Regions from separate parts of the Mus musculus genome. Here region 2 is linked to region 1. A link is a contact called in public HiChIP or PLAC-seq data. All regions are on one chromosome and are shown on one strand. Each heading gives the region's core, a stretch centred on a gene start, on an enhancer-like site or on the middle of the called end of the contact. The rest is flanking DNA. Distances are from core to core; before and after follow the strand shown.

Region 1 (3,152 bases), core at 638-3,137:
CAGGGGAGGTTAGGCTGGAGTTGGAAGAAGCACTTCTCTGGCTTCCTATTGGAAGATGAGAGTTCTAACTCAGTGAACTGCACAATTGCCATAGCATCCACACTTAAAGGGCCAGCTTCTTTTTTTTTTTAAACTTTTTTAAAGATTTATTTATTATTTATTATATGTAAGTACACTGTAGCTGTCTTCAGACACTCCAGAAGGGGGAGTCAGATCTCATTACGGATGGTTGTGAGCCACCATGTGGTTGCTGGGATTTGAACTCTGGACCTTCAGAAGAGCAGTCAGGTGCTCTTACCTGCTGAGCCATCTCACCAGCCCAAGGGTCAGCTTCTTAATGGGCTCCCTTCTTTAGACTCTTAGGCAATAGGCAGTTTCCAAGCTTGGGGGTCTAGAGATCTGGGGATCCTTATACCCATGGGTTCTTCTTCTCCTCCTCCTCCTCCTCCCTCTCCTCCTTCTCCCCCTCCCCCTCCTCCTTCTTCTTCTACTACCCCTCCTCCTTCCTCCTTTTTTCTTTTTTTAAAGATTTATTTATTTATTATATGTAAGTACATTGTAGCTGTCTTCAGACACTCCAGAAGAGGGAGTCAGATCTCTTTACGGATGGTTGTGAGCCACCATGTGGTTGCTGGGATTTGAACTCTGGACCTTCGGAAGAGCAGTCGGGTGCTCTTACCCACTGAGCCATCTCACCAGCCCTCCTCCTTCTTTTAAAAAAATTTTTTTTTGAGACAAGATTTTTCTGTGTAGCCCTATTTGTCTTGCTGTCTTGGCACTCTCTCTGTAGACCAGGCTGGCCTTGAACTCAGAGTTCCATCTGCCTTTGCCTCTCAAGTGCTGGGATTAAAGGCTTGCACTACCACCAAATGGCTTTCTCTTTTCAACGATGTTTGTATAGGTCCTTTAATGGGTAGAATGTCCTGACCCTGTAGCTCCTAGGCCTTTGGGAGGGCCACAGGCAAAGGGCACATGCTTCCAAAGCTGGTATACATTTTTCATAGGTTGCATATTATCTAGACAAGTACTGATCTCTGCGCTGTGTGTCCAAATGTTATGAGAAAACCCATGTTCACATATATAACCATGTGTGTTTGTGTAGGTATATATATAAAAAAAAAGAGGGTGATGTTTTCAACATCATAAACATTGGTTACAGATCAAGTTCCTATCTATTTCCAGAGCCTAGGAAGAACAAGCTCCTTAGGAAAGGAAAGATGATGTAGTTGTCTTTTTTTGTTTGTTTGCTTTTTGTTTGCTTGTTTGTTTTTCGAGACAGGGTTTCTCTGTGTAGCCCTGTCTGTCCTGGAACTCACTTTGTAGACCAGGCTGGCCTCAAACTCAGAAATCCACCTGCCTCTGCCTCCTGAGTGCTGGGATTAAAGGCGTGCGCCACCACGCCCGGCTGTTTGTTTTAAAGGTTTAATTTTTAAGCATACATGCCTACATGTATGTTTGTGTGCCATGTGTGTGCCTGGTGCCCACAGAGGCCACAGGGGAGTGTTGGATCCCCAGAACTGGACTTACAGTTAGCTGTGAGCCACCATGTGGGTGTTGGGGTTCAGACTTGGCTCTCATAACCACTGAAACATCTCTCCAGCCCTGCATCCTACCAGTAAGCTTTATCTCCAGCTTCTGTGAACTATTTAGTAGAGGGGAAGGAACCCTGCCCTTAAGTTTTAGGAGTATATTTGAAAGGGTTTCACACACACACACACACACACACACACACACACACACACACACACACACGCTCGGCTGTGTCGTGAAAGACTCAGGTCCCAGCACGGCTGTGGGCACAATGTCTGGGTACCAGCTTACCACCTAGCCCAGGCTCGGAGCAGCAGAGCAGTGTCAGCCTGTGCCAGTGCCTGGGGGCAGGGCAGGGCAGGGCAGGCTGTGTGAATAGAGGGTGTTGTCAGTCCTCTAGGGGAAACAGGAGATGAGGGCAGATCCTGCCTGGCAGGTTTGTCACCCACATCTCTGCTTACACTTTCAGGGACGCTCCTTACTCTGGGTGGAGACTGGCTCATGGTAGCAAGGCCCTGAGGAGCCAGCCTTAACTTCCTGGGAGTGGCAAGGTGGAGCTGTGAGTGTTATACGGGGATGTTCTTGGTCTTCGAGAGCAGAGACATCACATTTATAAAAAGGAAACTAGTGTTGGCAGTTTAAGACACAGAGTATTTCTGGAGGCTATATTCTGGGGAGGTACAAGGCAGAGGGGTGGGAAATGATTTTTCACGGCAGTGTTCTCAGTGCGGCACCACCGAAGCCTTGCTGGGTCTCATCTATCGTTACTCTGTTGTGTGGCTCTAGTTGGGTCTCATACCCTCTCTGATTCTGTCTCCCTGTCCCTCCTGTCCCTCTGGAGATCTTTTTGTTGGTAATCCACCTGGTTCCAAGTTTCCTGCCTGACGTCTCTGAGAGGGGGCCGGATGTTAAAATGAACACGATGCCGTGAGAGAGTGTTGTCTGGAGGCAGGCAGGGTGGTGAGCAGGAGCGAGGCTCAAATGTTACAGATACTGGGGACACGTGCAGAGGAAACCCTAGCCCCCAGAGCAGGTCAGCTGCCAAAGGCTGCTTTCTGCCCTTCACCTCTAACTTCCTGTTCTTAGGCCTCGTGGAGTCCCACGGTTTCCCAGAGCACAGAAACCTACTGCCTCCTCCCTTTTGCTCAGACAGGATCTCTGAGAGCCGGATTGGCCTTCAATTTTTTTAGGGTCAAGAATGACTTTGGGGTTGGAGAAATGGCTCAGCTGTTAAGAGCACAGACTGTTCTTCCAGAGGTCCTGAGTTCAACTCCCAGTAACCACATGGTGGCTCACAATCTTCTGTAATGGGGTTTGATGCCCTCTTCTGGTGTGTCTGAAGAGAGCAATGGTGTATTCATATACAAAAAAAAAGTAATCTTAAAAAGACTTTGAACTCATTCTTATGCTCCTGCCTCCTAAGTACTGGGATTATAAGCAAGAGACATCAATTCAGCTTATGTTTCTTTTCTAATGACTTCAGCCCATTTTCAAGACCAGATAATTCCCTGGGCCAGAGTTTGCTTCCATTGCCCCTGATCTTGCATCATCCTCTTGTAGGAAGGGCCAGAGGATTCTATTTGCCTTGTGGCTCACATAATGGCCTTTCTTTTGGAGACCTG
Region 2 (3,264 bases), core at 606-3,105, 110 kb before region 1:
TTAGCTCCTTGGGTACTTTCTCTAGCTCCTCCATTGGGAGCCCTGTGATCCATCCATTAGCTGACTGTGAGCATCCACTTCTGTGTTTGCTAGGCCCCGGCATAGTCTCACAAGAGACAGCTACATCTGGGTCCTTTCGAATTTATATATTTTCTTACACATGGATTTTGCACAACTAGTCAGTTGTATATACACACACACACACACACACACACACACACACACACACACACATATATATATATATATATATATATATATATACATACACACAAATAATCACTGGTTGCCCTATTGACTGCCAGAAAAATATGTCCTAGTAACTCTGACAAGCAACATATTCTTCATGATGGATAACTGAAATTCTTCAAATTAATATTTAATGTATTTCCTGGTGAAAAAAGGAGTGGGCCAAAAGATGAGTCACAGCTTAGAAACTATTTCAGCTGAAGGTCAATTTTAGAATAAATCTTGGCTTCTAAGTAGTTGCAAGGGGTCACAGTTCAAACAGCACTGCTCTTCCTTTGGGAAAAGATCTAACCTACCAAAAAACTAATACTATCACTTACATGCATTTCCTGCCTGTTTCCCCATCTTTCGTTCACTGTAAATTATTGCCCTTTTGGTGTCTATTAATCCCTCTTAGTTCACATCAATCTCCCAGGTAACTGAAGAAACAGGATCTAAACAAACACACAAACTTGCAACACTGCTGCAAGTTCACTAATTTCTAAACTAAACCGACATTTTTCTATTACATCTGTTGCAGGCTGGGTATGGCGGTTCTCTAGAATAGAGAACTTTAGAATCCATGTTTTCTAGAGTATCAGCCAGAGCTCTTAACCACTGAGCCATATCTACAGCCCATTTTCTTTAGATTTTTAAAGAAATGACACCATAGCATGGCAGTGGTGGCGCACACCTTTAGTCCCAGAATTCGGGAGGCAGAGACAGGCAGATTTCTGAGTTTGAGGCCAGCCTAGTATATAGAGTGAGTTTCAGTACAGCCAGGACTATATAGAGAAACCCTGTCTTGGGGAAAAAAAAAAAAGGGAAATGACACCATAGCCCAGGCTATCCTGGAACTCACAGATACTCCACACTGTACAAGAACCTAAGCTAAGTACAATTAAAAGATTTACATCATGCCGGGCATGCCTTTAATCCCAGCACTTGGGAGGCAGAAGCAGGTGGATTTCTGAGTTCGAGGCCAGCTTGGTCTACACAGTGAATTCCAGGACATCTAGAGCTACACAGAGAAACCCTGTCTTGAAGAACCAAAAAAAAAAAATAGAAGATTTACATCACACTGAGAACTGAACAATGGGACATCAAGGCTGAACAAAGCTTCCCTAAGCTTCATGCAATAAGGAAAGGCCATAGTTAATTAGGCTATTAAACACGAAAAGCTCTTTAGTATTAATGACTTCCTTCCAGTGGAAGGGAGTAAGGCTTATCAACACTCCAACATCCAAGTGTTAAAGTCCCAATGTCTCTACCACCTGACGAATAGAAAATACCTATTCACTTAGAAATACTAAATTTGGCTAGGGGTGTAGATGAATGGTAGAGTGCCTGTGGCATGCATATAGTCCTAAAATGAATTCCAAATACCCACCTCCACACAACTTCCCTACCTCTAACACATACTAAAATGTGTTCTGTCCTTATGGAAGACAGACTCCCTGGTAGGTAAACACGGATAGAGGGGCTGTAGTTAGATGAATGTGGTCAGTTTCCAAGACTGCCACCATTTTCCTCATCCTCCTGACTGGAAACAAAGGCCTGGTAGCTATTTCTCCAGCAGTAGGTCCCCTGCTGGTAGACTGGCTCAACAAGTCAAGGACTGCTCAGGACCAGTCACACCAGTTGGAGATTAATCACCCATCCTGTCTTTAAGTGACCAACCCTAAAGTAGGGAGGAAATCTCTCCAGAGACTTTAAAAGCCCAGACCAGGAGAAGAGACAAGATTTCTTGGCTTCCCAAGTCCCCCTCTGAGGTCTCTCAATGTGTGATTCCTCACCTACACAACAACAAACACCTTCCTTCAATTGCTGGTTCTGTTTGCGGTGCCTGAAGTTTCTTGCTGCCACCTCTTGTTTTTGGGGGAAGTTTTTTTGTTTTGTTTTTCAAGACAGGTTTGCTCTGTAAGCCCTGGCTGTCCTGGAACTCATTCTGTAGACCAGGCTGGCCTTGAACTCAGAAATCTGCCTGCCTCTGCCTCCCAAGTGCTAGGATTAAAGGCGTGCGCCACCTCCTGCAGTTCAAATCTTTCCTGGCTTTTAATTCTTTAACTGGCAAAGAAAACAAAACTGATCCTGCCATGCAGTACATGCTTTTAATCCCAACACTTAGCAGAGGCAAGATCTCTGAGCTCGAGGTCACTCTGGTCTACAAAGATAGTTCCAGGACAGCCAGGACTATACAGAGAAACCCTGCTTGGGGGTGAGGGACAGGAGTGGGGTTGGGGGGAGAAGAGATCTGTAAACACTATTAATACATTATTAACCTAGGGCTTCACTCTAGCCAGGGTAAACCAAACCTGATCCAGGTGGTCTGACAAAGAGACATTTTTAGGGAAATTTTTAAAATTACTCTTTACCCAGAGAGAGTCAGAGCTTTGGATTTTTCAAAGTGCTTATACCTCCTATTCTGTCTCTGCTAAGAGTGAGACGGACCAACTATTACTTCAAACTAAAACTGGATGATGGCTAAGTTTCTTCTCTTCTTCTCTCTAAAAGCTGAGAGACTTCAAACTGACTGTGGTTACTCTGAGGAGAGACTATGCGATTTGGTCCTATGATTTCTTTATTTTGCTAACTGGGGCCTACCTGCTGAGGCCCTAGAAACTACTTCCTTCTTTATCCAGGCTAACTAAAGTGTCTGTGTAGAGAAAAGAGAACATATGTCCACATATGACTTGGGTGGATCCTACTGGAACTTGTGCCTGACAGGGGCTGGACTCACCTTGAGAAAAAAAAAAAAAAAAAAAAAACAACCATGTGGCTTACCACCATCTTTGCTAGTGACTTCATCAAGATGGAAGCAGCCACTTTATTTGGCCACCATCTTGGAACCTCATGACATAAACCAAGGATGGCAGCACCCATAAAAGTTCTTAGTCCTTCTGATCACCACTGCATCCTTTTAAATTAAACTAAGGAGGCAATATAAGGCCTCCAAGATGATTTCTTTTCCTTAATGTTCTGCTTTGTTTTAATTTTGAGCCTTTCAGTTAGAGTAATAAGGGCTAACAAAATAAA

Evidence for each region. HiChIP or PLAC-seq counts read pairs in DNA pulled down with a chosen protein or histone mark.
Region 2: a contact with region 1 is called in an H3K27ac HiChIP or PLAC-seq map of embryonic stem cells, with 6 read pairs. The contact joins two enhancer-like sites. A contact is called at or near these places in 1 of 15 datasets of contacts at CTCF or cohesin (the NIH/3T3 cell line), 5 of 484 Hi-C or Micro-C datasets (the AtT-20 cell line, CD4 T cells, bone marrow-derived dendritic cells and 2 more), 4 of 115 datasets of contacts at active chromatin or transcription factors (embryonic midbrain, embryonic stem cells and extraembryonic endoderm stem cells) and 4 of 9 other capture datasets (adipose tissue, embryonic stem cells, liver and 1 more).

The regions. Positions count from the first base shown.
Region 1 is chr9:56,900,161-56,903,312 of GRCm38.p6, reverse strand. No RefSeq gene overlaps it. Among named protein-coding and RNA genes, the nearest start is that of Snx33, 27 kb to the left of the region's middle. Within about 2 kb of position 1,887, at least 77 of the 459 cell types and tissues checked have an H3K27ac peak or open chromatin away from gene starts, as enhancers often do. A contact at or near this core is called in embryonic stem cells, where this site is marked.
Region 2 is chr9:57,011,157-57,014,420 of GRCm38.p6, reverse strand. All of the region lies in intron 1 of Ptpn9 (protein tyrosine phosphatase, non-receptor type 9), which reads right to left. Among named protein-coding and RNA genes, the nearest start is that of Ptpn9, 18 kb to the right of the region's middle. Within about 2 kb of position 1,855, at least 11 of the 459 cell types and tissues checked have an H3K27ac peak or open chromatin away from gene starts, as enhancers often do. A contact at or near this core is called in embryonic stem cells, where this site is marked.